4 separate regions of the Mus musculus genome follow, and regions 2, 3 and 4 are each linked to region 1. A link is a contact called in public Hi-C and HiChIP or PLAC-seq data. All regions are on one chromosome and are shown on one strand. The core of a region is the stretch at or near the end of the contact, and the rest is flanking DNA. Distances in the headings are between cores, read along the strand shown.

The links. Hi-C and Micro-C count contacts between places; a contact is called where the count stands out from the background. HiChIP or PLAC-seq counts read pairs in DNA pulled down with a chosen protein or histone mark.
Region 2: a contact with region 1 is called in an H3K4me3 HiChIP or PLAC-seq map of embryonic midbrain, with 12 times the contacts expected there. The contact joins the enhancer-like site here to the promoter of Sox6 in region 1. A contact is called at or near these places in 24 of 39 promoter capture datasets (3T3-L1-derived adipocytes, the C10 cell line, the HPC-7 cell line and 15 more), 38 of 484 Hi-C or Micro-C datasets (the Ba/F3 cell line, CD4 T cells, the HPC-7 cell line and 26 more), 17 of 115 datasets of contacts at active chromatin or transcription factors (cardiomyocytes, craniofacial prominence, embryonic basal ganglia and 12 more) and 5 of 9 other capture datasets (adipose tissue, embryonic stem cells, liver and 2 more).
Region 3: a Hi-C map of the N1E-115 cell line shows a contact between it and region 1, with 6 times the contacts expected there. The contact joins the enhancer-like site here to the promoter of Sox6 in region 1. A contact is called at or near these places in 16 of 39 promoter capture datasets (the 3T3-L1 cell line, the HPC-7 cell line, the SN4741 cell line and 10 more), 4 of 484 Hi-C or Micro-C datasets (the HPC-7 cell line, the N1E-115 cell line, Sertoli cells and 1 more), 19 of 115 datasets of contacts at active chromatin or transcription factors (SST interneurons, T-cell acute lymphoblastic leukemia, craniofacial prominence and 14 more) and 3 of 9 other capture datasets (adipose tissue, embryonic stem cells and pancreatic islet).
Region 4: a contact with region 1 is called in an H3K27ac HiChIP or PLAC-seq map of embryonic brain, with 6 times the contacts expected there. The contact joins the enhancer-like site here to the promoter of Sox6 in region 1. A contact is called at or near these places in 20 of 39 promoter capture datasets (the 3T3-L1 cell line, 3T3-L1-derived adipocytes, the HPC-7 cell line and 13 more), 1 of 15 datasets of contacts at CTCF or cohesin (stem cell-derived epiblast-like cells), 6 of 484 Hi-C or Micro-C datasets (the G1E-ER4 cell line, the HPC-7 cell line, the N1E-115 cell line and 3 more), 21 of 115 datasets of contacts at active chromatin or transcription factors (SST interneurons, astrocytes, bone marrow-derived macrophages and 17 more) and 3 of 9 other capture datasets (embryonic stem cells, macrophages and pancreatic islet).

What each region holds. Positions count from the first base shown.
Region 1 is chr7:116,035,747-116,043,581 of GRCm38.p6, forward strand. Sox6 (SRY (sex determining region Y)-box 6) reads right to left here and starts at 2,998. Exons shown (of 16, transcript NM_001025559.3): 1 at 2,931-2,998.
Region 2 is chr7:115,230,272-115,238,106 of GRCm38.p6, forward strand. No RefSeq gene overlaps it. Among named protein-coding and RNA genes, the nearest start is that of Gm34282, 100 kb to the left of the region's middle. Within about 2 kb of position 3,835, at least 13 of the 459 cell types and tissues checked have an H3K27ac peak or open chromatin away from gene starts, as enhancers often do.
Region 3 is chr7:115,323,743-115,331,577 of GRCm38.p6, forward strand. No RefSeq gene overlaps it. Among named protein-coding and RNA genes, the nearest start is that of Gm45999, 71 kb to the right of the region's middle. Within about 2 kb of position 4,744, at least 6 of the 459 cell types and tissues checked have an H3K27ac peak or open chromatin away from gene starts, as enhancers often do. A contact at or near this core is called in the N1E-115 cell line, where this site is marked.
Region 4 is chr7:115,407,722-115,415,556 of GRCm38.p6, forward strand. No RefSeq gene overlaps it. Among named protein-coding and RNA genes, the nearest start is that of Gm45999, 13 kb to the left of the region's middle. Within about 2 kb of position 3,925, at least 25 of the 459 cell types and tissues checked have an H3K27ac peak or open chromatin away from gene starts, as enhancers often do. A contact at or near this core is called in the G1E-ER4 cell line, the N1E-115 cell line, astrocytes and 2 more, where this site is marked.

The DNA of each region.
Region 1 (7,835 bases), core at 1,748-4,247:
TGGCAGATGCAGAATGCCTAAATGAGGAGAGGCCTGGAACCTTTTCTCAAGGCATAGACAACTGGAAGACCAGAACCAGAGGGAACATAGATGGTGTCCGCAGTGGTAGTTGAGAAAAGAGAAAGAGGTACGTGAGAAAACTATCTGTGGTTGCTGGCAAGAGGCAGTGTACAAGGGGTCGACCTCCCTCAAGCAAGGCCCAGAAAGGAAAAAAAAACAAAAACAAAAACACAAAACTGAGGTCAGTGGAGACCTACATCAGGAACAAAGCTAGGAGCAAGATCCTAGTTGATCAACATAAGCTGCAGAGACTTTAAAGGCTTCTACTTTGTAGAAACTGACAAAAGAGAGCTCCTTTGAGGAGCCTTCTAAGGAGAGACACTGAAGTAAACAGAAGAATCTGGAATGATGAGCAACAAGAGGAAGACCTCCCATAGATAGAAGCAAGAATAAAAGAGAAATTGTTAAGCAGGCAATGGAAGGAAGAGGCTCCTAATGTATACTCCATGTTAATTAGCTTCCATATGAACTCCAGACAAGAGAGAGGTGGGATGGAGGTAGAGAGCACACCTAGGATGAGCCTGGAGAAATGCAGAGACTGGCTGTTTCTGCTTTCTGGAAAACAACTGGAGGGTTCAGAGTTTAGAGGCTGTGTGTTAAAATGGCTTGAAGGCTGGTTGGAAGGAAAGGAGTCCTTAACAAGAAATGTTGAGATTTCCATTGCTCACAACTGCCTCCAGATAGCACAACTAGAGAACCATGAAGGGTACCTAGTAGGCCAGATTTTTATTTAGCAGTGTTCCTTAGAACACTGGACCGTCCATAGACCTAACATCCAGAAGGAAAGTCCAAATCTGCACTTCCATCTGAGAAAGCTTCCCCCATTTGTGTCTGAGCAAGGCTCCACCTGGCCCAGCTCTGAATTCCTGAGCCTTGAACTCTTCAGCTGCCTCAGCTGCCTTCCTGAGAATTCAAACCAGAAACCCTGTCCAGAAACCCTGTCCAAATCCTACAGGTCAAACCAAATGACCTGCCCTAAAAAGCTGCAAAGAGAAGTGCCAAGATAGGTGTCAAAGACCAATTCGCAGGGAAGAGCCATTCAAACAGATGAGCCATTGCATAAGCAAACATGGGCGCCACTGGGTTCCTCCTAATTGCTGAGGCAGGTTTGGCTTTCCCAATACCAGCACATTGGTCTTTTAAAATCACAGAGTATTCTGGGATCTGGGAAGCAGAACCAGCCGACCAGAAAACAGGCCTCTGGGCTGGCGGGAGGCAAGAAGGAAAAGAAAAAGATTTCTGTGATCCAAGGCCCTAGTACCTTCTGAAAAGGAGCTCAAGAGACCGCTTTAGATTTCAAGTCATAAACTAGTACCAAAGTAGATGGCTGAGGGGCAAACAACCCAGAGCAGGTGACATATTTCGTCCCAAAGGAAGAACACTAAAGTTTGGGGTCTGGGCGTCACAATCCAGACTGCACTGGGTGACATGTGGCCCGGGGGAAGTAGGGGTGTGTGCTTGCTAAGGGTTTCCTCCAAAGCCTTGAGCACCAGCTGTACTACGCAAGTGGGTGAGGCAGAAAGCCAGGCATCCATCCGCTGGTCTGGTGGGCTTCCCACCTGATCCGCACGCCTGCGGGTTCCAAGAAGTCTATGAAGGGCACCCGACACCGCATCCCAATCCTGGAACACACAAGCTCACTTCTAGGGTCTGGAGCCAGCTCGACTTGAACCCAGCCTTTGAAATGCCAGGACTGAGAAGGGAAGAAGAGGCCAGCGGGTGGGGCTGACTTACCTGCCTGCTGCGGTTGCTGCCTGGGCGCCCGCTGTGTTTGTGTCCCTTTGCACCTCGACCAACCAAAGGCAACTCGGCTTTGTTAAGTTTGGCCTCGCACCTCCAGAGAAGAGGCACGAACTGGCAGAGACAAGGCGCGTTCCTGGAGAGAGGTTCCCCCTGAACTTGGGAAGGGCAATGCAATTAATCCTGCTTCAGAAGTTAATATTTAAAACACCCACGCAAAGAGAGAGAGAGAGAGAGAGAGAGAGAGAGAGAGAGAGAGAAGAAAGAAAGAAAGAAAGAAAGAAAGAAAGAAAGAAAGAAAGAAAGAAAGAAAGAAAATAGAACAGCCGTTAAAACCTCGAATTCTCCCTTTGAAAGGCTCTTTTACACTAACCGGGCGGATCATTCAGACCTACATGACTTCATCTTAAGGTGGCCAACTTCTCGCAGGAAGGGCTTCATGGCTACTGTGTAAACAGGACAAATATGTCACTCACTCCAAAACACCAAGGAGAACTTTTAACAAAACGAAGAGTATGTGAACGAGTGTAAAAGGCAAAAGGGAAGAAGTTGAAAAACTTTAATTACAGCGTGGAGAAAAGTTTTCGCCATTGGTCTCCTTAACCCTGGATGACAAACACCCAAGCGCTCTCGCAGCCCGCGGCACTTTTGTTTAAGTTTGGGAGAAGCAGATAGTATCAGCTCCCAAATAACAGTGCCCTTGGGACAGGCAGTGCCTCAAAGAGGTTGGAACTCGGGTTTCAGCAACAAAAGCAAACTGTGAATAATATTCTTCGTCCTTTAAGATAGCATTTCGCAGAAGGACAAGGCACTGCGCCTGTACTTTAAACGGATGGAGAATAACATTAAATTTCATCTGAATCTGAGAGTCATCCAGTTGAAAAAAGCATAGCCACGGTGACAAGAGCAACAGAGCACTGTCACAAAGGTAGGAAAAGTGGTAAAAATGCATGAACTTCTGTTTTCAAAGAACAATAAAGATAAATAAAAAGTAAGTTTTCTAGACATGCCTTTCCTAGCTTAGGAAAGTTAATTTCCCAATGTGCTTTTGCTGTCAAAGGTGCAAAGCCAAGGCGAGGGAGTGCGTGGCTGGAATCTGCATGCTGATAAGAGAAGGGTGATGTACTTACAGTGACAGAGGGCAGGCTGCGGGAGAAAAGCTGTTTGTGTTAGCCTGCGAGTTACCCAGGGCTGCAGTGAGAGCCGAAGGGAGGAGGCGTGGGAGTGCCCGTCTGCGTACACCTTCACCGCGTCTCATTACATCTGCCAGCCTCTCTCTCCCTCTCTCTTTCATTTCCACATTCCCTTTGTTCCTGAAAAAAAAAATCTACACGTCACATCAGAGTCCCCAGATGCAGTCTACACCAAAGAAAAAAATGAATAATTCAATCAAACTGTGCATAGTCTCTAAGGCAATAAATCTATCGCACTTAAAGAAACGAAGGGTAATTACTACCATAGAATTAGAATAAGGCCAAAGACCAGAGATGTCGCTGAGTCTCTGGATAAACTCCACAGTCAAATAAAGTTTCATTTATTTGATCCTTTTTACATCTTGAACGGGAAGTCAGACAAAAAATTAAACTTATTTTAGAGCTATTCGCATCTTTTGAAACACTGTCTAGAGAGTGGGGGAGGGTATTAGAGGGTCTACCTTGTTCAAAAGCTCCCAAAGACATCAGCTGAGCGCCCGGCACAGACACCAACCAAGACAATGCGTGCTGGTGGAGTCTGTCCAGAGCCCATTTCTCCCACTCCACCCTCCTCCACTCCCCTCTCAACAGCAGAGCGCCCTCCGCTAGCCCACAACTGTGACTCTACAGGAGGGCAGCTGTAATCTGAGAGCCTTACCTGCGGCAGTGCGAAGACCCCAAAGAAACTGTCTTTCGCTGCCACCAACACCCCGTGCCATTCCTACGCACCCCTCCAAAGTCCTGTAACCATCTAGTTCTTCCATCTGCCTACAAGAAACTGTATACCGGATTTCCCCCCCCACGACTGAATGGAAGCTCTATACGGAACTGACTTCTGGATATGCCTTGGGTTGAGTTAAAGCGATGTCTGGAAAGGAAAAGAAGGGGAGGAAAAAAGGAGGGGGCAGCTCAAGCCCTATCCAAGTTAGTCAGAAGGCGGTGTTAGGCGGGAAGCGCCTACGGGAGAAACAGCTGGGCTGCACACTGGCCGTGCAGATCGCAGTTCTAGGAACCGTGTCCTTCGTCCCTGAGGTAAGACTGTATGACTGCCGCATGCTTATTCTTTCACTGTCCGTGTCTCTCTTCTCCGCCCACAACTACCCCTACCCCTAGGGTCGGCCTGCGCGCACCCTAGAGGACTCCAGCGCAGCAAAGAGTTGTATATACCGGAGCCACTCATAAATCGTGGGTGTCACTGAACAGAGATCTGCAAACCTGCTGTTTGCCACAGCAATCAAACCCTCTGTCCTGCCAGTTGCTCACTGACCCAGGGTACTCAGGCCGCACAGTGGGCAGAAGCCCGGACCAGCCAGATCACAGGGGACGGGAGGGGGGTTGGGGGGACTGCAGGCTCAGGTGACGCCAGGAAAGCTCCAGCGTCCCAAACGGGGCTAGTTTCCATCCTAGAAGCGCTTCTGCCTGCTTCGGCGATACAGAAGCGCAGGCTACGCGCACGTGCGTGTACACACAGAAAGAGAGTCATTCAGTCATTCAGTCACGCACGAACGCACGGCTGACATTCCGGCCCAACGATCCATCTACAAGGGCCCCTTTAACAGTCAATTCAGCTCTCGGAGGAGCCGCTGGGAAACTGGAGTTCGTGGAGGAGCCCATGGGTGCCAACTGCCAGTGCAGCCTTTGTTTACGTGCCTCGGTCGCCACCTTGAGGTGGAGCTCAAGAGTGCGCTGGGCTCAAAGCCACTACGACCCATCATGCAGGCAGAGCTGGCAGCCAGGACGACCTCCGGGACAGTTTTTGTTTTGTTTTGTTTTTTGTTTTTTGTTTTTGTTTTTGTTTTTGTTTTTGTTTTAAGCCTACGAAGGTCCCCCTGGAGCAGAGGAGTCCCGGAAGCCGTACTGCTGGGAAACCCAGATCAGAAGATGGCAGAGCGACACCTGCAAAGTAGCTAATGCCAGTACTCAGTGCATTCTCTCACTAGACTACAAACCTGGGGTTAGAGAACAGATCCGAGACCCGGACTTTCAGCACTAACTACCCAGGCAGGGAACGGGTAGATACCTTGAGAAAGACACAGCCTCGGCTCCTACAGGACGGAGGTCATGGCTCAGGGCGGCCTCGGCCTCCCTTGGGTTCCTTTGCTTGCTCTTCGATGGGAGACAAAGGTACTTAGAGATGCAAGCAGTCATAAGCAGAGGTCTTAAGATGAGAACTGAAAACAAGAGAGGAACGTTGAGACAGCATAGCTATGTGCTGCAAAAGCTGAGTCTCAAGTGTCCCACTTCCCAAAAACTCAGGCCTTCTGGGCACCTTAAGAATAGGTTTGGCAAAACAGTAGTGTGCTATTAATTGTATCACCTGCTTCCATCGTCTTAAGCTCATTTTCACTCACTGCTCTGCAGATATATTTGCAGTTTGTATATCAGGCTTTTAAGAGCCCTCTTGTTGAATCTTGCAACAACCTACTGCAGTTGTTCTTTGTTATTCCTGGACAACTGCCTTCAAGACTTGGAGGCATCTTACAAAGCCATCCCAAAGGTTCTCCTCAGAGAACTGCCCTGAGAACACTTCTGAGATTTTTCACTGCTGCTTGAGTACATAAATGTTATTTAAATATGATGTTTTACAAAAGGAGAATTGTTTAAGAAAAAGGACACTTGGGAACTATTTTGAGTTATATGAAAGCTTAAACCAGGACTGGCTGACACCAGCTGTGGCCTCCAGTATTTGGCCAGCAATAAATAAATGAAAGAAAATTTGTAAATAGGTCCACAGCAATATGATGCTAATAGCCAAGAGGAAATGTTTTCTCTGAAAGGAGAAGCAACAAGCCTCGAAGCCAGACCTCTCTCCTGATTTATGCCACAGCCCAGCAAATCAACAGTGCCTTCGCTCATGTGGAAAGCTGAGTACTATTGAATACAGTACTGAATTTTCCCAGGGAATCCCAATCATAGAAACACCTGTGCTAAGTAATGTTATTCTAATCCACTATGAAAATCGTAAGTATGTAATAGCCCTCAAATCATCTCATTTCTTAGTCACAGTGGGGTGGGCCAACTTCATGGAAGAACATTAGGCTTGCACAATGCTCCAAAGCCTTAACTCAAAGGAAGCTTGGCTTTACTATACATAATACTGGCCATTCATTTTATCTTAAATGAGACGGGCAAACACTAGAGCCAACATAACTGGCAGAAACCAAGCTTAGGTAGAAATATCAAAGAACTGGAAAATACATTGAATGTGTAGAGACCAATTCCATAATTTTTAAACAAAAATCCTTGCAATATTAAGCTGACATTATTCAATGGGCATACTTCACATTACTATAAATAGAAAATAAATAGGAAAATGTAATGAAATTACGCCATCAAAAATACAAGGATCTGGTTGGAAACCACTGTAACCCCTACCACCGCTCCAAGCCCCATATAAACCAACCGTGCTTTAAAATCATCAAGCTAACCTGTTTGAACTGCTCCATGAAAGAACAAGTCAGGATTACAGCTGCTTTACCACTGGATGCCACTGAAGCTAATGCCAGGCAAACAGTCACAGGAAATAGAAAGGCTTATCACACATCCAAATGCTCCTTTGAAAAGCCTATATGGAATTTGGGGTTTTTTTTAACCAAAATAAAAGTGATCTGGACAATTTACAAATTTAACACACAGGGTGGGGGGATACAATGAAAAGTTATGTTTCAAACACAGCAGTAAACTCCCTCACTAAAACTCCCCAGTACCCCCTCTCAGTGAGTGTGATACTGAGTTGCCTTTGCACCGTGGCCCACTGTCACACTGCCTCATAGGTGCTGACTGACTGACTAAACCTTCCTTCCAGACCAGAAGTTTACCACTCGCTACGATGACTGTCATTCCATTTAGGATACACTCGAGCTACACAGGAAACAGTAGGCAAATCAATATGACACCTGTTGTAATTGCCTCATAAAAGACAGACAAGGGTCCGCTCACCAGTTGCTGCCAGCAAAGCAGCTTACTGACATTGTCCTTCTTCAGAAGTTTGATTAGTTGCTTTAGAATTTTATGTTTTATGCATTGTGTTTTTAAAACTGAATTTGGTGTCCTATAATTTTAAAATGTGTTTCTTAACAATCTCTCTTTTGAAACTACAGATTGCTTTTTAAAATGTCTAAGTATAGGATTTCTGTTGCATTCACCGAGAGCCTAACATGTGAAAAGAAAATAATTAAAAGCATGTTAACCAAGGATTTATGTTTTGCATTTTTATAATTCAATGAACACGAATTAAAAATGACTTTTATAAAATATATTAGCAAAAATGGTGTTTGATAATTCCACCTGATGTTAAATTATCTTATTCATTATATATTGTTTAAATTAAATTACCTAATTTTTATCAACCAACAAATTATATACATTTCTAAAATAAATTTTTTTAATTATACATTTCTAATTTTTCAAGTGGTATATCTAAAAGCATCTTTATTTAACAAGAGAGTCCATGGTTATAAGCCATAGACTAAATAGCATATTTTATTTTTGAATCAGTCCTAAAAAAAATTCAACCTGTATTTCAAATCAAAATGTTTAATATCAGTGCTAGGCAAATATCCTTAAACTGATGATACATGTCATTATCATACATCATAACCATACAATAGCGATATGAGCTTCTTGAACTCAAACAACTAAAGTTGAAGGAATAAGCCAGTGTTCCCAAGGATTTGAATAGTCACTGTTGCTTAAGTAGATCATTGGATGTTATTGAATTTTTGTTTTTATTAGTTTTTTTTTTACATTAGTTTGAGGATATTGTCTTTCCAGTAGGGGTGGAGAGAAAAGCAGCCATGTTGAAAGTCAGCAGCATGTGTTCACGCCCGTATTCATTCCTAT
Region 2 (7,835 bases), core at 2,585-5,084, 800 kb before region 1:
GTGTTTGTCAAGCTTGGGATACAAGGTGTTCAGCTTGTTCAGAATCAGACCGTCAAGAATGAGACTCATTGCTCAAGACCAGCATCTTCAGTCCTCCTTATCTAAGAACAGAGAGGCAAGGCAAGGCTGACCTGTGTGAGCTACTCTCTGTCTTTGTCTCTCTGCCTCTGTCTCTGTCTCTCTCTCCATCATGGTAATTCTCAGAAAGACATCTGGAGTGGTTAATCTTCACTGTCTAGAGAACTGGACTGAGAATCTTCATAGGAATGGCTCCTCTGCATATGTCTATGTAGGTGTGTCCGGAAATAGTTACGTGAGCAAAGAGGCCCATCCTGAATACAGCTGTCACCGTTCACCCATCAAGACAGCTGAGCACTAGTATTTATCTTTCCATGCTTCCTGACTCTGGACAAATGGCCAGCTGTCTCAGGCGCCTGCTGCCATGTCTTCCCCACCATAGTAGACTGTCCCCTCCAGCTGTGAGTCCAAACAAATCTCCCTTCCTTCCTTCAGTTGCTCTTGCCAGACGTCTTGTCACAGCAGTAAGAAAAAGTGTCTAACATGATGCTCACCAGTGCTGGGCACAGATTTATGCCAAGCCTGGCTACTAACTGAACTCAAGTGCTAAAGAGTCATCAGGTATCGTTGGGAAGGCAGTTGGAACCATCTAGAAACAAGATTTCTTTTGATAGCTTTGCTCCAACCCTCATGGAAGACATAGAACAGCTATCTGAAGTTAAAAAAAAAAAAAAGACCAAGCTGCCTCTGGTGTGACGTGCTTTTCCTCTGGGCAGCCTTAGGGTCAGACAATCATTGCATTAAGTTGAACCATACAAGTGACAGGATTTTTTTTTAACTCCAATTATCTTCTGTTGACAATTCCATTATGGAGAGAGAGAGGAGTGTAAGCTCCATCTAGGATTCTCCGGAGCAGAGCATTTATCTGGTTTTATGAGCCCATGAGAGACCATAATGTATATTTTATGAGCCCATTCTCATTTTTAATCTGCTGTGATAAGATCACTATGCTAGGACAGAGAAACTCACTGACAAAACCAACCCAGAAGAGAGGCAAGCATACTGCCTGCGAGAGTCCTGGCTCTTCCAGGGTTAGCCCTCGGTGGAAGTCCTTGGACATGAGCACCTTAAGATGGTTTCTCAAGCAGGGCACAACTTTGCTTATCCTTTCAGTCACCACTTGACAGGGCCTCTGAATGATAAGTATTGATAGGGGACACTGACTTCAGACAGTGACACAGACTAGGCATCTTAACCACTGTCAGGCCATAACAGCAACTGCACTTCCCAGTGAGAGGCTGGGATATATGCACACTAGGAGAATATAGATTTCATAGTCATAGAAACAGTGTGAGGCACAGATATCAAGTGTAAGATTTGAAAGTCAAAGGTTGACTTAGTTGGACTAGGTTCTCTGCTCCATCCATCATCCCTGACATTGGCTGTCTCCACTGGGACTTTCAGTCCTTTCTCAGTTCAGTCTACCCATCAGGAGACAGCAGAGTATGACTAAGAAGATAGAGGCAAGCAATCCTCTTTGAATACCCACATGTTTCCACTCCACTTCCTGGCCTCCTTTGCAGCTAGGCCAAGCATGTGCCAGATCAATGGTCTGAGAGTGGGGGCAACCTGTGTTGCTTCTAGTTCAAGTATCAGAATTAGAAGGTGGGAATAACCTAGTATCTAAAAAACTATTGCAAAAGATCCTCTATGTCTCTGACACAGGGAAGACTTTATGAAATCACCAGGGCTTAAAGACAGCTTGTTCTCATTGATTAGTGTGTTCCCTTGGAAGTCATGGGAAGCGGGTCTGTTTCTAGATCCCACTCCATATATTCCAACCCCATCTCCCTCCTACCCCATTCTCTCATTGTATACCCAGAGGATCAGCTGGCAGGGCTGCTTCAGGTTGATTTCTTGGGGTAAATGAGGAAGGAGGTGGGATGTTATCTACTGTTGACACTGAGACACACTCAGGTCTGGCTGTTCTGGGAAAACTGAGGGGAGAGACATGTCAAGCCTCTGATTTTTGTGGAGAAAGACTGCCCAGTGGCACACTGTGGCTTGGTGGCAATCCTCCAGGAAGTGCTGTGTGTTAAAAACTCTCTGAAGGGCAGGGAAGATGGGTCAGTGTATAAAGCATCTACCATACAAGCAAAGGGATTGAGAGAGTGACACCAGAAAGTTGTCCTCTGACCTCCACATGCCCGCCATGACACACATCACCCTGACTATAGACTGAACTAGGCACTGCATTGGATTCTTGCTAGAATTCTCTCAACACACCACCATGGTTGTTAGGGTGATTTAGGGAGGTCTGACAGGCACCCATGTATCCCCCAATATTTTATTTTACACCCACCCCTCCTGGGTTCTAGAGCCTCAGATCCTGTCTTCAGACATTCTCCTGAGAATCCAGGTGGCTATCTGGACCTGGCAGGCTCTACCTTTTCTTCTGGACATGACAATGATCAGATGCAATGACAGTCACTGGTTTTATTGAAGTGTTGCAAGGTGACTACATATGAAATACTGATTTCCAGGGCTGAAGAGATGGCTCAGCTGGTAAGTGCTTGCCCTTCAAGCCGAAGAGCATGAGTTCAATCCTCACAGCCAGCAGAGAATAGCCAGGAGTGGTGACTGTGTATAATCCAAGCTCTGGAGGGGTGGAGACAGACAGAAGCTCAAGCCTCACTGGTCAGGCAGATTAAACTACTGTGTCATCTCCAAGTCTGTGAGTGAAACCGTCTTTAAAAAAATCACAAGGGAGATGATCTCATGAGGGGTGATACCCAAGACCGACTTCTAGTCTCTATACCACATACCTGAACACAGGAGCACACATACCAGTACACACACACACACACACACACACACACACACACATACCAGAGGACAACTTTGTAGAGTTGGTAGTTGGTTCTCTCTCTCCCCTTTGCTTGTTTGGCAAGCACTTTCCCTACTGACCATCTTCCCAGGCCCTTCAGAGAATTTTTAACACACAGCTGGACACATCATTTTCAGGCAGACTGTCACCCAGTGACCGTGTAACACTGGGCAGGCCACTGCATTCTCCTCCTTCTCCACAGCATCAAAGGTTTCCAAGTTCATCTCTTCCATTTCTTTGGAATGTCCAGACCCATGTGTGTCTAAGGAGCAACAGTAAAATTTTAAAGTAAAGAGATGCCTTCCTCATTTATGACAAGAAATCAATTAGAAGCAACCCTGGTCAGGGTTAGGTAAACTGAGGTATCCAGGGGCTGAGGGAGGTATATATGCATATGGAGGGAACAGAAAGGAGAATGGGAAGGTACAAAACAGAAGGTGAACGCAGAGCTGTTTTCCCCCAGGAATTTCTGGTGAAATTCCTCACCTCAAAGTTTACAAATTGACTCAGTGGCTCCTTGAAGTTAACCAGCAGCCAGGGGCCTTTTTTTTTTTTCCCTCTGAACAGAGCCGGTGGAAAGCGCACTGAAAAGGAAATTTTAAAAGCCACAAGCACAGAGCAGAGACTACAGATACTGAACAATAAATGTCCTGGTCAAATTGCAGATCCAAGTGTCTGTATTAGTCTGCGTTTGTAGTCTCTGCATGTTGAGTGATGGGGAGGCCTGATTGTGACCGGGAAGTCACACAACAATGAAGCCTGATGTTTTGTTTCCACTTTTCAAAGGCGCTCCTTTTTTTCCCCCTCCTGGTGATAAGGCCCAGGAAATGGTTAGTGACATGCTCGTGGGAACCTCTGGAAAAGAATGCACGGGTATCAATGGTGCAGCCACAGGCCCAGGAGCAGAGCTGGGGGGTGGGGGAGTTGAAGGTTCCCAGTGTGGGCTGCAGTGGTGAGATAGCATTGAGGAGACCACTGGAGCCCTGCGCCCCTTAGTCTGGGGAGTAGGCCCCTTTATTCAGCCAGAATGGGTGGAAGGCCAGACAATGGAGCGCTATATTTGGTTTGACAACAAAGGCCTCAAGAAAGATTTGATAGTATGGGGATGGCCGGGTAGGCGGTACAAGAATCCTGCACAATATAGGCTTTGCAAAGGTATTTAGCTAGGTCCTTTATGCCAGGAGCGTGCTGGGGTATGGATATGTCCTGATCTCTAATGGTTTTTGTCCAGGTCAGCTTCTGTTTGCTAGAGTGAAGTCCCTAGGCAGAGCTCAGAAGTGCCATTATACCCTGGTGCTGCAACAGTCAGGTACTGTACAGCTGATGCACTTCTTCCTCTTCATCCTTCAAGCTCAGGACCCTAAATGAAGACAAGCTGGACCAGGGCCTTTGCAGTGGTCACACAGGTATGCAAACCAGAAAGGGCCACTTACAGCTTCAAGTCTATTCTGAGCATACAATTATAAAGTTTATTCAAGTGGCTCACACACATGGAAGCTAGGTAGTTCCGTAATGACCACAATGACTGCTTGTTACAGGGCAGAGAGCTGGAGGAGCAGCCTGATGCTGGTAGCCTTGAAACACGAGGGCCCAATGGTGCAGCCCCATTTCAAAGCTGAGGGTCCAGAAGCATTTGGAGAGTCTCTGGCCCAGCTCATTTTCAGTGGCTGACAAAGTGGCATTTGATGTCCATGGAGATGGCAGAAGATAACAAAGTTAGCCTAATCCTGTCAGGCTGGCCTCCTCTATTCCTCTGGATGGTATGGCCTTCATTCAAGGCAGATCTTGCCACTCAGTGTGCTCACCTAAATGCCAGTTGTATCTGGAAACACCTTCACAGGGGGTTCCCAGAAGTGAGTTTTATCAACTTTCTAGATACTTCTCAATCCAGCTAAATTAACCATCAAGACTAACCTTTATTTTTAACCAGAGAGAAACCACCCAAAAGGGACCAGCCCTGCTCAATAAGTCTGGCAAGTATCTAGAAAAGCAAGCTTCAGGGCATAGGGATGTCTGAGGAAAGGCTGTAGACTAAAGACAATAACTTCAGAAATGCAGGGTATGGGGCAGCCTAGCTATATCAGGAAGTGCTTTGGACCATGGAAGTGGAAAGGGGGTTACTACTTGACAGCAGTTTTACACATGTAGGTCAGGCATGGAGTGTCAGTGATTCTTTTGAACCGTAATTCTGTTTATTCATTGTCTGTTTGAGTCTTGTAAACCTTACAGGGTTGCCTTTGTACCAGGTCAAGAAATGGAATATGACATCAGGAAGACTTTGGCTTTGGTGAGAGACAATGTAGTCACCTCAGAAAGATAAAGCACTGTGGAGGCACAGGGAGGAAATAGATTCTGGCCATCTACCAGAAGAAGACAGCTTAGAACATGCATTTACCTCGTGGTCCCCATAGAAGCCAATCCACTATCAACCATGAGTGTTTGCCTGCATGTATGCATGTGTACCACACCCACGCAGTGCCTTGAAGTCCAGAAGAGTGCATCAGATCCCTTGGAATTAGAATAACAGATGGTTGTGAGCTTCCATTCAGCTGCTAGGAATTGATCCTGGGTTCTCTGGAAGAGCAGCTGCTAGTGTTACTGTCACCTCGATCTTGAACCATGACGAGAGTCATATCTGAAAGTTGCTTATTCTGACCATTCTGTGGAACTCTGGCATGGCAGCTCACTGATCATTTTATTGATCCAAATGCCAACATTCTTTGAAGGAAAGAGATAGGCTTGTCACAATAGAGGTGCCTAGTAAGTGCTGAATGGAATGAATAGCGGCTCAGTTTTACTTGAAATTTATACCAGCCTCAAAGAGAGCATGCAAGTCACAGAGAAGAAAGTGGTCTTGTTCCTAACCCACACCCAACTTCTATCTCAGCTTCCATTACCCATGCATTAGTTATTCTTGAGGTTGTGACCTGACAAAAGGCAACTCAGCAGAAGAAGGGTTTATCTGGGCTCAAAGTTCAGAGAATCAGAGTCTATCATGGTGGGGCAGGCCTGGAGGTGGTAGCCAGAGGTCACACTGTAATCTGGTTAGAACTGAGAAATAATTATGAAGAAGAAATTGCTAATTTACCTAGGGTTATCTTGAAATGACTAAGTTAACGCCTTTCTATCCCAACATGGTACATTCCTGGTCTTCTGGTGGCATCTTTAACAGCCACCTCCACCTTGGCAACACTTCTGGAACCATCCATGACCTTGACCATGGTGCAGTATGTAGAAGATACCCCTGAATCTTACAAAGAGAGAAGATATTACCAGAAAACTCTAAGTGTCTCACTAATGTTAAGAAGCCTCTACACCAATACTGATGCAATTATGGTTTTGTCTTTATAAATGCTGCACTCCTGAGCTTGGGCACCAACAGACTTTCCAGAGGCACGAGCTCACTCTTGGCCTAGCCACTGATGAAGGAGTCAAAATTAACTTTTACTTTCTCTCTCTCTCTCTCTCTCTCTCTCTCTCTCTCTCTCTCTCTCTCTCTCTCTCTCTCCCTCTCTCCCCCCTCTCTCCCCTTCCTTCCTTCCTTCCTTCCTTCCTTCCTTCCTTCCTTCCTTCCTTCCTTCCTTCCTTCCTTCCTCTCTTTCTTGATTTATTATAAGTATACTGTTGCTATCTTCAGACGAACCAGAAGAGGGCGTCAGATCTCATTATGGGTGGTTGTGAGCCACCATATGGTTGCTGGAATTTGAACTCTGGACGTTCAGAAGGGCAGTCAATGTGCTTACCCATCTTGCCAGCCAGAGTCAAAACTTTCAGTTGGCCTAATCATCATGGTTGTCAGTAGCTATCTCATGTGGATCATTTCTACATCTTCATCATCCACAGGACTGTGCTTCAAGACCAGTTCCACACACTATGGGCTGAAATTGATGACAGAGCCTGCCTTTAATATATACTACTGGAAGGCTGAGATAGGGCACATGAGCCAGAAGAATAGAAGGGGCACCAGTAAGAGGGTCTTAGGAGAGATAGCCAAATGAATAAACTAAATTCTCTTCTTGTTCCTTCGGATTATTCCTGGTCCTGGGATGAACCTAGGGCTGATACAGACATGTGGATCCTCAGAAAACTGTGAGGAATTTCTCCTTCTACCTGGCAAGCATCCAGCCACCAGTAGTGATGAGTGATCAGAAGAATGGAGAGCAAGTGTATGTGCTAATGAGGCCTGGGGAGTCAGCCAGGAAGCCACATAAGCAGCATCTGCCACAGGATGACAGCTTTAGAGGCAAGCACTGTGGGTAAAATCTACATACATTCACATACATATGTGCACACATGCCAGCATGTGTAATGTATGTTTCTGTTATCATGGAAGGCATTCTGCTCTATGCTGTGGCACCTACACACAACATTGGGCAGGAGCCACAGGCATGATACACACACAAAGCCTGGCATGTTTGACATGCTTATGGGCATACAAATACGTAGATGTTTCTAAGACTCCACCCACTAGAAACCTTAAGTTTACTCTAGGGCATGGAAGTTAAGTCAAAGTAACTACAATGTATGAAAGTTGTGTTTCCTCAGGATCTACATCCTCCTCAACAGTTTAGAATAACTTCCCAGGACCCAGAACAAGTAGATGTTTTTACTCTTCAGGTCTTTCCTATTTGTCTTCAGATGAGAACCAGACTCAGTTACTTTGGAAGTCACAAAGCACCTCTCAGTAGATTACCACCATTATTGACTTATAGGGACAACATGACAGTCTGATGCAAGTTTTAAGAAAGAGCAGCAGGCTAGCCATCAGAAGATTTAAAGTCTTCCAGGTGTATATGGCTAACGTCCAATCAGATTTCTTTGTAATGGTTGTGACAAGCATGTTCTGAAGCTCCAAAGAGAGAGTGCCACATTTGACTAGTAATGCCTAAGTGAGCATCCAAATACAAAAGAGGGATATGTATTAATCAGA
Region 3 (7,835 bases), core at 3,494-5,993, 710 kb before region 1:
GATATTAGCTGTGGCCTATGGGGGTAGGGGAAGAGGGGGAGGGAGAATAGCCCATGTCCGCCCAGAGCTCCTGTGCTCTGGGCAGGCAGACGCAGGAGGGCTGCCAGATGCTTTCCACTCAGTCCCAGGTGGGCATCTAAGCCACTGGCCCCACTCGATGCGGGGGGTGAGGGTTGGATAAGGGGCAGTCCCTGCCCCCCTCCAATACTAGAGGCCCCAGAGTTACAGGAGAGAGGGCAGAAGGAGAGAAGTTCCCACGAAGGCGAGAGTCCTTAGTCTGGGCCTTGGCTGGAGCACAGGAAGGCCTTCCATCCGGAAATTAGAAACCATTAGAGGAAAGCCTATCCCATCATCCAAGCGCAGCAGGCCTTGATGAACGGAGACAATCCATGGTTTCAGAGCTTTATTGTAGAAAGGCAGGGGTAAAGAGAGAAGGTAAAAGAGAGAGGGACCAGCCATGGCCAAGACGGGGAAAAGGAGACAGAGAAGAAAGGCTAGAGTAAGAGGGAAAGATAGAGCAAGAGAGTAAAAGAAGAGGGAAGGAAAGCGAGAGGAGAGAGAAAGAGGAGAGAGTGAGGAGGGGCCAAACAGCCCCTCTTGTGGTGGGCTGTTATCTTACTGTTGCTAGGTAACTGGGAGGAGTTTAGCCCAAAGGTCAGACGCTTGGGACATTGTCTAAGTGACTACTAGCCACATGCTTCTCCTGTGGGGGTTGTGGGGGCGATAACTTCGACAGGAGCCAGGGTCCAGGAGATATGAGGGAACTCCTTCTATCCCATATAGGTGAATTATCACCACTGGGTTTCTCCGGAGTTCAGACCTTAGCTCGACTGGAGACAAGACTGTCTGTGTATAGCCCAATGCCCTACAATTAGCATCTAACTCAATCATCCCACCCAAAACAAGTGCATAATCTAGCACAAATGAGATATGCTTCAGTCACCAGTCTCTCCAGCATTCTCCCCTGGGAAGCTCACTGTGCCTCAGGCTTCTAAATTTCTTCCTTCAGTCCTTAAATCTAGATTTGATCACTCCTGCCCAGTGGTACAACTCCATTCCCTGCCAAGGCCTTATAAGGTCTTGGAGGTTGGACAGGGCCCAAACCTCTTTATCTCAGAGATCTCTTCTCCATCCAGGCTTTGAAACTTAATTCTTCTTATTTATAGGTGTGTGTGTGTGTGTGTGTGTGTGTGTGAGAGAGAGAGAGAGAGAGAGAGAGAGAGAGAGAGAGAGAGAGAGAGAGAGAGAATCCTTAAACACCAGGAACTGATCAAATATGCTCTCTGTTGATGTAGGCTGAATTACCATTGTGATTTGTACAACCAGTTTCCACCCCCCACCCCCCACCCCTTTCCAGTTTTAAGTTTTAGGTAATAGCTTCTATTTCTCAGAATATAGGAAAGAAAGAAAGGGATAAACAAACAAACAAAGCAAGCTCAGAGTGCTGCTATCTGCTGATGCATATGACATACATCCCACCCAGATCTGCTGCAATTTTAAGGTTCTGTTTCCTTGTTTTAACTTTACTATGTGTGCAGAGCAAGAACAATTTCTTAAACAGTAATAGTTTGGGCCAGCAGGATGCCTCAAAGGATAAAGGCACTTGACTCTAAGCCTGATGACCAAAGTTCTAACCCTGGAACCCTCATGGACAGAGAACCAATGCCTGAGAGTTGTCTTCCGACTTCCATATGTGTGACATGGTATTTGTGTGAATGCACACACCCACAAGATAGTCATTTTATACTTTGGCCAGTTCATTCATGGAAAAATGGGTGTCCAACCATACAACCAAGAAAAACATGGTCAAGGGCAAGACCTGATGCCAGTAACTGCCAGGATGGGAAGAAACATAAACTTTCATAATTGATGCCTTCCCTTGGTGATAGAGATATCACCAACAGGTCAGAAGTGAGTATAGATCAAAGATTAAAATGAAATACATATTATACAGGATTATACACAAAAAATATATTTTGATGCTTCATTATTTGATAAGACACCAGCAAGCATTTCTTAAGACTGAGAACTAGGATAAACTTCCTAATGGCACAGGTCCTCTAAAATGTAAGCCATCTCCAGTATGTTAAATGCCATGTTTGTGTAGCAGTATATAGAAATGATGTGTATGTTATTAAGTGTGAGAAATGAAGCATACATCCTTCTCCAAGTATTCACAAGGATGATAAAGCTCTGCTCTATGCACTTAGGTAGGTAGAGTCACCATATACACAAATAATGGTAGGCACAGCGTCACCTATGGCCCACCACCAAAACCTGGGGAAATGAGAAGCATGGACTCCAGTTGAACTCATAGGACATCAGGGAGGTCATCTGTGCTTGAGATTTCACTAGACAGGTGAGATCCTTTTAGACAGAAGCCATAGCATTTGTGAAAACCTGGAGAATGAAAGGATACTTGCAGAACAGAGCCAGAAGCCACAAAGCCGGAGATAGTGTTGAGTTTCAGAGGAGTCTCAGTGAGTCCTTCGACTAAATGCATGCCTGTCTATCAGCCTGCCCCCTCTTCCACTCCACTGCATCCCACTCCACCTCCCTACCTTCACTGCCAACTCAAACTCCTTCACCTTGCTTCTCAATGAGACTAACTCTCAACACCATCTACATCTGAGTTCCCAAGGTAATTGCCTGCCCTGTTAGTAGTCAGTCCCACTTTAGAACCAGCTCACAGTGGAGGTGACAAGATTTTGTTTTCAGGCCAAGACACAGTGTCTCTTCGTTTAAGATTATGTTCAAAATATGTGGCTGAGTCTTCTAAGCGAAGGCATGGTGATGGTAGTGGTAGTGGCTGGGTCAGATGATGACAAAGGAGGTGGACATCAGATGAGAGAAATGTGTAGAGACTTAGCAAACTCTCACAAAGGAAGTGAGGTTCCAGGTCTATTAATGACCATACCAAATCTCTGGAGTCCTTTACATAGCACTTGAACATTTGATCCACCTGCCTAAAGAAAATACACTTTGCTGAAAATGGCACTAATGAGTGTCCACATTTACACCAGAAGTCTCAAAGTTAAAAATGACTCCCAAATGTTGTGAATTTTTTTCTTCAAAAAAAAAAGTGATTGTTCAGATGGTTTTATAATCTGGGTGATTAATGGAATTTCATTCAACATCTGTTGGTACCAACTTTCTGTCCATGTGGGGTAATCTCATATAGAAATAAGGAACTCAGGCCCTGGTGCTGGAACCTCTGGTTATGATTCCCACCCTGGGATGCAGGAACTTAGAGGTGACCCCTGACCTCTCTGTGCTTTAGTTTCTTTCTCTTTAAAGCATAAAACTTGTGTCTGTCTTACGAGGTTACTCATGGCACAAGTGAGTGAGTACCAGGGAAACATGCAGGACATTGCCTGGGCAGATGGAGAGAAAGCAGGAAGAGCCTGCTGCCAGAGCATCATCCTTGCTAGTTTGCATAACTAAAGTTTGCACTCCTTATACTAAGCTTTCAGGAGTGGAATCAAGTCAGGTGTGCCACACATGATGTTTGTCTCTCAGTCTCCGCTGAAGATCCAAGTTACTTATTCTCTGGATCTTCCAGGAAAGAGATGGGTACAAACAAGGAGAGTTGAATAAGGGGACATGTGTAAAGGTTTAGGAAGGATTAAAAGAGATCAGCAAGGGGGTGGGGGATGGGTGGCATTCTAGGACTGGAAGCTGTGTGGGCTTTGACCACTCCTTGGCCAGAGGAGCTATCAGAGGGCAGCACAAGAACCCAAATCTGAAGAGTGAAGTGACACTGTCCTAAGACAGCCAGTAACCAAAGCTGAAGCTCTTAAGAAGGGACCTAACCATCCATGGGACTCTGGCAGAGTCCTGTGTTCCCAGATGTGGCTGCGGTCTCACACACATAAAGCTTGAGCAGAGCCAGAGGACCTGGCAGTGAGGGAAGGTGAGCTGTGCTTCCCAGGGAGGCCCCTTGTATGCAGGCCTGGGAAAAGAAAGCTGGAAACCTGGCCGAGAAGAGGCCAGTGCGGGTGATCCCCTCCAATCCCTTTCTTACTTTGCTATAACATCTTCATTTTTTATGTTTTATTTTCATGGGTGATTTGCATGCCTATATGGTCTATATGCTTGTTTATTATGTGCCTGCCTGGTGCCTGTGGTGGCTGGAGGAGGGTATCAGATCTCCTGAAACTGGAACTACTGATGATTGTAAGCAGCCATGTGGTGCTGAGAATTGATACCTGGGTGCCCTGGAAGAGTAGCCAATGCTCTTAGCTGCTGAGCCATCTCTCCATCCCTCTTACATTTCCTTGATAAGTCTACTTAGGAGGAAAGATCTCTGCTGGTGGCCTCTTGGCAGCAAGTTCTGAACTGACTCAGGTCTCCAGCACAACCTCTACCCTGGAAGCTCAGGAAGGAGTTTGGAATAACTCCCTGGGTAATTAGAAACTTTGCAATCTCAGGAGAGGGCTAATTAGAACAAATGGTGCAATTTGGCTCAGTCCTTGACGGAAAGATGCACGGAGACAATCACCATCAAAAAGCCGCCTGGTCCGGATGTCTGCAAGGACAGAGGGGTTTTGATTTTGTGCTTTTAATTTTCAGCTGACTAGGTCTTAATTAGAACAATATCATTTATTGTGAACTTGCCTCCATGTGGTCTCATAATCGGCTGAAGATAAGGATTCCTACTGTGGGCTAGTTTATGACTCTTGGTGTCTTCTGGCTTATGTAACAGTGACAAGGGAGTGTGGGATGGCTTGTTCTGCTGCTGTACAGATATGGAGTGCAGCTGGCAACTTTATTGGGTTTGCCCCTCCCCAGCCAAACAGACTGCTCTTCTCTTTCTCACTTGAAGATGGTATCCCTTACAAAGAATAGCAATAATTAAGACGTCTGGTCACCAATGTTTTTATAACTAACTCCAGAGTTGGCCTGGAGGGAAGACTTTTCAGGCGCTTTCTTGAGTCAAGTGTGAAGTTTCTGTTGAACACCCGTGGTGCACTGGAATTGTTGGGTGATATAAGTTAAAACATAGACTCTCCCACCAAAATAGCTTAGAATTAGGTTTAGAAAATAAATGTATGAGTAGTGACCAACAGTGATGTAGGTCAACCAAAGGCCAGGGGATTCCCCTTGGATCCCACAAGCTCAGCTCATCAGAAAACACTCTTGGGTCACATAATCCCAAAGGCCCTAGTGTGTGCCTCTGTAGGACATCCACATGCCTAGTTCAGAGGACTGCTGTAGGAATTAAAGACTCTTTGAGAAAACAAAACAAAACACTGGCCTGTCCCCAGTAGTATGTACCAAAGTGCAAAAATGTGTTAAGATGTTAAAAGAACATAGAGATCTTTTCATGTTTGGGCTCTGTGCTTGCATGCATGCATGCGTGCATGTGCCTGTGCATGTGCATGCATGGTATGTGTGTGTGTGCGTATGTGTCTATGTGTTGCCATTCACCTGTTTGTTTGAAATAGTTTCACTCTGCCCTGGAACTTTATGATTCAGTCAGTCTAGGGATCGTCTGTCTCCTTCTCCCCTGCACTGAGATTAATAGTGGGTGGTGCCAATCCCATCCTTTCACATGGGTCCTAGGGGAGGTACTCAGGTGCCTGTGCAGGTGGCTACACTTGTATGGCAAGCACTTCATTGACTGAGCAACCTCCCCAGCTGTAGAAATTCATTTTAAGGGACTCTCACTAGTTAAGCCTGGAATAGTTTCTTAATCTGATTAAGTAATAATAACTAATTATAACCAATGGCATATATATGTATATATGAATAAATTATTGAGCCTAGACTAAGAAATAAATTGTATTAACAATGAATGAATAAATTTTAAGAAAAAAGAGATATTCTTCTTTACAGTGGAACGTCAAAACTAACAACGGTGTAAAGAATTCGATAAAATGAGATGACTTTTTGGCTGCAACAGTGACAAGTGATTTAAAAAGGAATTACAAATCTAGGCTGAGACTAGCAGGTGGAATTTTGATGAGAAATGGGGTATATATTTAGTCAGAGTCTCTTCTAAAAATATTTATTCATTTCAGGGAGGGAAATGGTGAATACATGAAGCAGCCTGTAGCTATCACCTTAGCTGAGTGATCAAAGTTAACACCGTCCTATCGGGGCAGAGCTGTATCCCGAGGCTGATCCACCGTAAGGAGAATAACTAGCATTAACCCCTATGATGTCTTGCCAAAACGACTCATTTGAATCTGATCGTGAAAACCAAAATCACATCTAAATTGATGGGCTGGTGACCTAAAACTGACCAGCACTCTTCGTGTCGATGTCGTGAAAGAGGAAAAGACGAGGAAGAGTCAAAGTCAATAACAAAGGCAAAGATCTGAGGGATGATCTGTCCCCATCCTGCCATCACCTCACCCCCACTTCCACCCCATGCTTTTTGAGAGGAAAGACATTACAGATAAATACAATTAATGATCACAGTTAGAAGAAGAATTTTTGTTTGTCTGCCATTAAGAAAACAATTAAATGACAATTAGAAAATTTGATTGAAGTCTATATGGTAGATGATAGCATTATAGTCATAATTTTTAAACTATTGTTTTTCATAAGGTATTATAACCACATGAGTTCAGAAATAGAAAGAATCAGGTGTTTAACCAATTCTTTTTAATTTTATTTTATGTGAATGATATTTGTCCTGCACATATGTCTGTGCATCATGTTTGTGTCTGATGCTCATGGAAGCCAGAAGAAGGCATTGGATCTCCTGAACCTAACGTTGCAGACAGCTGTGAGCCATTATGTGGCTGCTGGGAATTGAACCTGAGTCCTCTACAGAAGCAGCCGGTGCTCTGCTGAGCCATCGTTCCCACTCTCCAAGCAACTCTTAATTGGTTCAGAAAAAATAAAGCAGAGTAATAAAATATACATGGCAAATGTAAATATGCAGAAAAAGTGAGAATGGGTTTTGAAATAATTAGTGCTATTTTATGCAAGTTTTATATAAGTTTGAATTATTTTATTTTAAAATAAAAAGTTTAAGATATAGTGCTGGATTATGGGGTTGACTTTACTAAGTGATCGTGCATTTCTTAAACATTCAAAAACTAATATGCCTAATATGCAATTATTTGGGATCAGCACAGAAAGTCATATGAACACATCCATTGAACAGTTTTACATGACATTACTGTCAATACATCTATTGTATTTTACGCTTTACTGAAATTCATCAATGTTTTGTCAATTGTGACTGTTTCTTTAAGAAAAAAAAATGTATCACTTGATACTTTCTTAAGCTTCTGATGAGTAGGAAGTAATTTCTGATTAATAAATGAATCAGGAAGAAACTATTTAATGACCCTCTAGAAATATAACAAAGGAGACATGAGTTAAGACCCAAGGTGCCAAGGTGACACCAGTTTAATAAGCAACAAACCTATAATAGCAACCTACCCCCACCCAGACTTCAGGTGTCTAGCAACCAAGTTGTCTCTTAAGTTATTCTTAGCTACAGACTGCCTATTTTATAGTCTTTTTTTAATCCATATCTCCCTCATATTAGAAACCAGGATGGGAAAGTCTTCTCTGTTTTGGTGACATGATTAAGGAAACAGAATAAATGGATTACTACAATGAGCAGTGGATCTGTCTCTGTTCCCACTGGCACATAAGGATGTCAGTTCTATGTAATTGGTCAGAAAAGCTACATGAATAGACAATATGAGAGAAGAAAGTATATCCATTCCCCAGAGATACCCTGCAAACACATGGCTAAAGCGAGAACATGTAATCTTGGAACACAAGGAGAAAAAAAATGGGAGCAATGTAGCATTGTATAACACAAATCCTGCTCATAAATATCTGCTTCCTTCCATTCTGTGTACAAA
Region 4 (7,835 bases), core at 2,675-5,174, 630 kb before region 1:
TGTGTCTGCTGCCTCATGGGAGAAAGAGATAAAACTCCCCCTGTGGGCTGCAAACAAAATGAATTCCTAGAGTATATCTCTGTATGAATCTTGTTATATATTCATTTCCTTGTTTAGCAAATAACCTTAACCCATCTATTACTATTTTAAATTTTTCAAGAAATAAATGACCTACATTGGCAAATCATACATGCCAATCGATCAAGTGCCTAGCCAACCTACGAGACATCTCAAAGGCAGGCACCCACTATAGAATCACTAATCAGACGTTGTGGTTTAATAAATTCACCCTATCTGACAGCTGCCTCTGTCTATCCTGACAGCCAAGTTTCCTGTAGTGTGACATCCTAACTGGGAGGCTAAGGCTGGGTATGTGGCTATGCCCCTACCTTACAGAGGACCATCAGTGGTGAGCTTCATCAACAATAACACAGTGGAGATCCTGAAAGCAAGCCAAGCCACAGTGATGCTGAGTCATGCAGCCCTTCCCTCCCATCCCACTGTCTGTTGTCTGTCCCATTTTGCAGAGGGGAAAATGGAGGGTCTGAGAAGAGGAGAGAAGGATATACCCTCAGTCTCATAGAGATGAAGTGACAAAGTTGATGGTTAAATATTTTCAATTTTGATACCTTTTGGAAACAAGATGCCCTGATATAGCTCAGGCTAGCCTCCAACTCTTTCATGGTCCTAAGTCTGCCTCCGTCAGAGTGCTAAGGATTCAAGTGTGCACTAGTGTGTCCAGTTAGTGGCCTCGTAGTGGTGGCACCTAATTTCACCTGTTGGGACAGGCCTTGGGCTGGGTTGTCCTGAATATATGTTTGAAGTAATTACTAAGACAAGTTCTTATCACAGATGTCACATGTAACTAAGCCAGGAGAGGCAACATCATTAGGGGCTGTCCTTGAGTTGGCTGATTTCAAAGGATGAAAGTTACATTCCCCTTAAGCACAGGAAGATAAAAGTGGGCTGGATACAGGAAGAGAGCTTGGCTTGGAAGTCCAGGGGAATCCCTTCCTTTCTGGGCCAGGCTCTGTGGGACCTAGTAGCAGTCCTGGTTTGAAGATTCCTATCTTAATGGTACTCTGAAAGCCTTTTTCCTTTTGCCATCTTTGATTCTACAGGCACAAGGAGGCCAGAAACTTGCTGGGGTTTCTTGTTTGGGGAACAGTCTGGTCCCAACTTACCAGTTCTCCTTTTTCCTCCTTTTCTTACTGCTTCCTTTGCCTTTTTTTTTTTAAAATAATAATGTCTTGCCTTTAGTCCTTTGTCCAGCCAGCTCACTCTCCTGCCTGGTCTAGAGAATGCAGCCTACCCCTTTAGAGGCCGCTAATAACACCTACTTTGGCTCCTGCTGTGTCCTGAGGAGATAATGGCTTAGAAAGCTTTCTCTGTGGGGCTGGAGCCCCTGCCCAGTCATGTGTCCTGGCCCCAGAAGAGACAAGGCTTTGTGTGGGTGGAGACAACTCCATTTAGAAAAAGACACAGGGATCTGGCTGGACCTGCTGTGTCTAAAAGACACAGGACCTTGGGACGTTTTCCTGTCCTTGAGGCCAAATATACAGCAAATTCCAGGGTTGTTTTTTTTTTCTGAACCCCTGAGAAAAGCAGGTCAACCTCCATAAACAGAAATGTGCAGGGAAGAGGAGAGTAAAGACTATGGGTACCTTGGAAATGCCAGCCTCCTGCGAGTTAACGGGAAGTTGACCTTGTTCTCGATGTTGCTTTGTCTGCCTGGCTCTTTGCTCCGGGTCCTCTGAGATACTGAGCGAAGTTCTCTGTGTTCTCTTTGCGGTGAGCTGAGAAACGCAGCCATTCCCTCTAAGTTGTTTCAGGAATGGCTAGTTCAAGTGTCCTCTGGGTCCCGGGTTTGGCTCTGAGGGCACTTGGCTGAGGTTACTTATGTTTCTCAGTGAGTCGTGTCTCTCTTGTCTCTGGGCCTAGAGAGGGGAAGGGCCAGTCATTTCCATTTCTTGAACAAGTCTCTGCTAAGGCTGTAACTTGGTATAAAGTGCTGGGTTCAAATCTCAGTACTTGAAGAAAGAGTTGAAAGAAACATAATGTAACCAGGAAAGGTGGAACTTCGCAGAGTAAAAGCTCCCTCAGATATCTGGCAATGTCAGTAGGCGCACTGTCCCCCAAAGGCCCTGGTGAACTGAAACAAATATGTTTTTTCAAAGTCTTAGTTGAGTCTTTGTGTGGGTGAAAGGCTACACGTGGTGCCCAGTGTCTTGAAATTGGATAATGCCCAGAGACGTCCAAAGATGCTATACTATTAGGTTTGGGACAACTAGGCGCAAACTAGAGTCATCTAGGAAGAGGAAGTTGCAATTAAGCAAGCGTCTCATCAGATTGGCCTGAGGACATATTCTTGAGTAACGGTTGATGTTGATGCGGGAGGGTCCAGCCCATCGTGAGTAGCAGCAACCGAGGCAAGTGGTGGTCCTGGAGTATAGACAACAGCAGGCTGAGCAAGGTATGAGGAGCAAGCCAATGTGCAGCACTGTCCATGGCCTCTGCCTCAGTTCCTGCCTCCAGGTTCTTTCCTTGAGCTCTGCCCTGACTTTCCTCAGTGATGAACTATGACCTACAAGTGTATTTTCCTCTCGAAGTTGACTTTGATCATGGTGTTTATCATAGCAACAAAAGCAACCTAGGAGAGTTTCTAGAAAACATCCAGAGTGATCATCTGTCCTCAGCAGTGTGCTCAAAGTACCAAGCGGGAGCAAAGGACAGCAGCCTCCTGAGGTGGGCTGCAGCACTGCCCTGGTTTCCAGAAAGGTCCAGGTGTTGTATCTCTAGCTTCTCAGGGACCGAGAAGATGAGGTGTAGAAGCTACCACCTGGTAGCCTTAGCCATAAAAGTAACACTGTGAAAAATCGATTTGGTGGGTAACAACGAGAAGTTAACGCAGGAGCCATTACCCTTCGTTAGCCAAAACTTTGGCAGCGACTTTTCCAGGCTCCAGACAAGCCCCCGGAGAGCGCCCGCGCAACCCAGAAGCACTCCATCACTTATATGAACGCAAACGAGTGCAAACAGATTGTCGAGATGTCTGCTCACATCACCTCTTTTTTCTTGCAAGGGATCCCCTCTGTAATTACATTTTGGCTGTCAGTTCATAAATTTTTCTTATTACAAACTGGCCATTATTGATTGCTTTTTAAAAGTACTAAAACCGAGCCCAAAGCTGTAGATCTCTCTGTAAATTCAAAACATGCTGTGTCTAGTCTCAGTCACTGGCCAGTGAGGTGAAGGGGAAAGTCTCGGAGCTCCTTTGCGGCCTCTGATCAGAGGCAGGCTTCTTACTGCACATGCTCCATCTTCCAGGCTTAGCCACAAGGCCTTTGTATTTTAAGCCACAATGAAAATAATAAATAAAGGATAAACTGGCTTGGCAGACACTGGCACTTTGTTAGCCAAGATCTCATTGTTGTTCTACTGGGTCTGACTGCTCAACGGGTTCCATTTGGGCTTTGGCATTTATGAGCAGATACTAACAGCTAAAGGAGAGAGAGGAAGGTGGAAGGACAGTTAACACTTGCATTTGAAGCTCCTAAATTGGATGGGAATATTCCTAAAATATTCCACCTTGTGGTGGTTCTGTATTTAAGCCTATCTGGTTTTTTTTTTTTTTTTTTTTTTTTTTTTTTTTAAGAAATCTCAGGTGAAGTTTGTGTTCTGGAAATAAAAGAATGGGATTTGTCATTGTTCAAGGTTGGAGGGGAATTTCTAGAATCCTCACTAGTCACAAGGAAGGGGACAATACCATCAAAAGACACGGAAGAGTCCAAGCCTCTGCTTTGGCTGAGCAGCCTGAGAAGAAGAGGCCCCCAGGGTAGGAACTCCAGGATGCTCCCAGCCCCCTAATGCAGTCTCAGGAAACCCAAGGGCAGGCTGCCAGCCTCAGCCCTGTAATCCACCACTGTACAGCCTGGGCTGGGCAGAGAGGGGAGGGAAGAAGCTGCCTGTGGATGGTGCCTGCTGATTGGGACTGGATGGAGCCCAGCAATCAGAGAGCCCCTGAGTGGTTTGCATGGCCCCTGACTTGGGGAGCTGACTCAGGAAGGCAGCGCTACCAAGCTGGCCTAGAAACAAAGCTTCTTTCAGGTCTGAGTCTGTGCTTAATCTCAAGATACTGGGCTGATACCTCAGTAGTGAGAAAGCTAAGTCAGGCCAGAACGGGCATCCCACCTGGGGTCAACAGATGGCACGAGGAGGGAGACAGGGTGTCTATAAACTAGAAATCAATCATCTAGGGTCCTTCCAAGTATCTGAACAATGTGCCAACCACACTTGGGAGTAGGAAGCCATAACTTCTGCTGGGTCACAGGCCTTTTGTTTTTCTTCCCAAGTAGGGATCTGTGGTCTGTGGCTACATGGTATCCACCCTGTAGCCCCTTCAGCCCCAACACTAGCGCTTAGAAAGAGGAGGGATAGACAGAAAAAAGTATGTAGTCACATGTTGTCTTGGGAGCTTTGATACACCCACCACCACCAGTACCATCACCATCATTACTGTAACCATAACGTCTTGTTTGGTTTATAGGATAGCCTTGACCACGACACCAAACCCAAGGTACAGACAAAATGCCACAGCCGAGGCTCTGGTAGTGGTCCTAAGCACTGTTGTTAAGCACTGGGTTGGAGGTGAGACTCCTCTCTCCCCACTTGTCTTCTGTGGATTACTAGATAAGACAAGAAAGTGCTGGGTTGCTAAAAGGAGCACAAATCCAGGGGTGAGTCTTCTGCCTACAGCCACCTCTACTCTACCTGGTGTGGCTGGAGAGACTGCTGAACTTTGGGGCAGTGTCTCCACTCCGGCATTGAGATCAGGACAAAACGAAGAGATGGGGATGAGGGAGAAGTGGGAGGACTGTAGATGGCTTACCCCCAGCCTTGCAGAAGAGAGCACTCGCCTCTCATTCCTCACCCAGTACCCCAGTGTTCTCACTGTCCTCTACTGACCAGTGGCAAAACCATACACAAGGAAGTCAAGCAACTGACCCCAGATTACCCAGGCAGAGATCAGCCCCAGGAAATTTACAGAGGGACATTTGCTGCACTAGGAGAGATGTTGTGAGACTCAAGTCCAAAGACTTCTTGGAAAGCAGGACACATTCGCTGAGTCCTAGCCAAGAAGTAGAATCTGAGGGATGGAGAAATGGGATGAGTTAAGAATAGCATTGTGATGATTTGTATATGCTTGGCCCAGGGAGTGGCGCTGTTAGGAGACTTGGCCTTGTTAGAGTAGGTGTGGCCTTGTTGGAGTAGGTGTGTCACTGTAGGCATGGGCTTTAATATCCCCATTCTAGCTGCCTGGAAGCCCAATCTTCTCCTAGCTGCCTTCAGATGAAGAGGTAGAACTCTCAGCTCCTCCTGCACCATGCCTGCCTAGACACTGCCATGCTCCCACCTTGATGAAAATGGACTGAACCTCTGAATCTGTAAGCTGGCCCCAATTAAAGGTTGTCCTTATAAGAGTTGCCTTGGTCATGGTGACTATTCACAGCAGTAAAACAGACCAAAAAAAAAAAAAAAAAAAAAAAAAAAAAAGACAAGCAGTTAAGAGTATTTGCTGTTCTTGCAAAGGACCTATATTTGGTTCCCAGCACCTGCACAGTAGCTTATATCAATATGTAATTCCAGTGCCAGGGTATCTAATGTCCTCTTCTGGTCTCTATGGGTTACCCATACACATGGTACATAGACTTACATGCAAGCAAAACACCCATGCATAAAAATATAAAGTTAAAAAAAGTAGGGGCCAAGGATCCCCTGGGGTGACACCAGTTCTCCATTGAGCCATGCTTGCTATCTGGGGAAAGAGCCAGCTCCATTCTCTCCACTCCTGCCCTAGCACCATCAACTTACATGTTGCTAAGAGTCTCCAATGGTTCTCAACCTTCCTAATGCTGTGACTCTAATACAGTTCCTCATGTTGTAGTGAGCCCCAACCATAAAATTAATTCATTGCTACTTCATAGCTATAATGTTGCTACTGTTTTGGATCATAATATAAATATCCGATATGCAGGATAGCTGATATACATTCCCTATGAAAAGGCCACTCAACCCCCAAATTGGTTGTGGCCCACAGGTTGAGAATGGCTTCTAGAGGTTGTTACAGCTGCAGGTTCACAGAGCTCCTTCTGGTCTCCAGGCTTTAACCATTCCCATGTGTTCTTATGACAGGAGCCACTGTCTTTCTTCCTGGTTCTCGCAGAGTGGACTCCCTTTACCAGAGGAGGCCAGACTCTGCTTCCACACTAACCACTGCTTAGGAAGGAGACAGACAGGGACAACCTCCAAACCTCATCCTCAGACTTCAATGTCATCCCCCAACCCTGGACAGTATGTCCTCTGTAGAATCTGGATAGCACCACAGTCCCACACCAGGCAGATGGTACAGAGATAACCACAGCACAAGCACGAGAGGCTGAGCACAGTCTCTGGTCCTGGGTGAAGTAGAAGCTCCAGGGCATCCCTGTCTTCATCATGCACATAGCCCCAGAGGTTCCATTACCAACATCCCAGTCAATATAATGTGGGAAGGAGCCATGGGAAGCCATAGGATCCCACTGAGAACAGCTTTGCCTTCTGCCCCAGAACAGGAGCATCCCACACAGTACCCTCTGCCAGATCCAGGATAACAAAAACCTGTAGCCTTCATGGGGAAGGACCTTGCCTCAGTCACTGCCTGAGTAGTTCAGTAATGCTTTCTCCATTCCCATAGCCTCAGGGACTGTAGAGAGTTCTGAGGACCTACAGTCTAGCTTCTTCTTCATTCAGCTATCACATAGGTTCCACTGGGTATGAACTATGTGAAGGTAGGCAAGCTTAGCTCTTCCTTCCTTCCTTCCTTCCTTCCTTCCTTCCTTCCTTCCTTCCTTCCTTCCTTCAGCAGGTCTGTCTCTATTGATTGAACCCAAAGCATACTCTAGGCTACCTTCCTCCACTATTACATACAAAGCTAATGCTCCTACAAGCATGTGAATGGTGTTTTGTTCTGTTTTGGTGTTTTTTATGTTTCTTTTTTTTTTTTTTTCTTTTACTTCCACTGTTTTCCAAGGGGATCAGGAATGGGCCTTCCAACATTCACATTCACACATGATCCACACAGCACATGGAAGCAGCCTCTGGAATCTTCTCTGCCAATCCAGGCTGTCCCCACTGTTCTCCTTTTGCCCTGAGCCTGCACACTCCACGTTCCTCATTAACAGCAGAGTCAATAATTGCACTTCTTTGACAAGTAAGAGTCAGACCCATCCCCAGGCACCCAAGATGCCCCGGTCCTGTGTACTTTTCCAGAATTTATATTTGAGAAAATATAATAACGATGGCTCGCTCCCAATAGCAGACTCCTCCTGACCTGTGGCTTCGGCATTTGCTCCTGAGCTCAATTCTGATGCTGGGAGCCCAGAGGCCTTCATGTGTAGGCAGAAGGGCCCCAGCAGGCCTTGGGGCACTCCCTCCCGCCCCTCACAGTAAGTGATGGGAATGGTCTCCTTAATTAGACTCTCTCTTTAAGTTCTGTAGCCTGCTAATGAGTACCAGCACCAAGGCACTTGGGAGCCCTGAAGAAATTATTTGAAAGCAAAACTGAGTGGCCTCCACGAAGCCTCTCAGTCGTTCAGTCAAAGGAGTTCTCCTCCCCCACCCTCCGTGGGACCACCTGACACAGCTCAGCTGGGGTGTGGTGAGAAATTAGACACACTGGCGTTCCTAGGGACACAGTCCTCCCTTTGTATTCCCAGGTCCTCTGGTCTAGGCAAATTGTTTTCCTATCCACTGACCTCTGCTTGACCCTGGATGTCACTCATCAACTCTGCAACCCA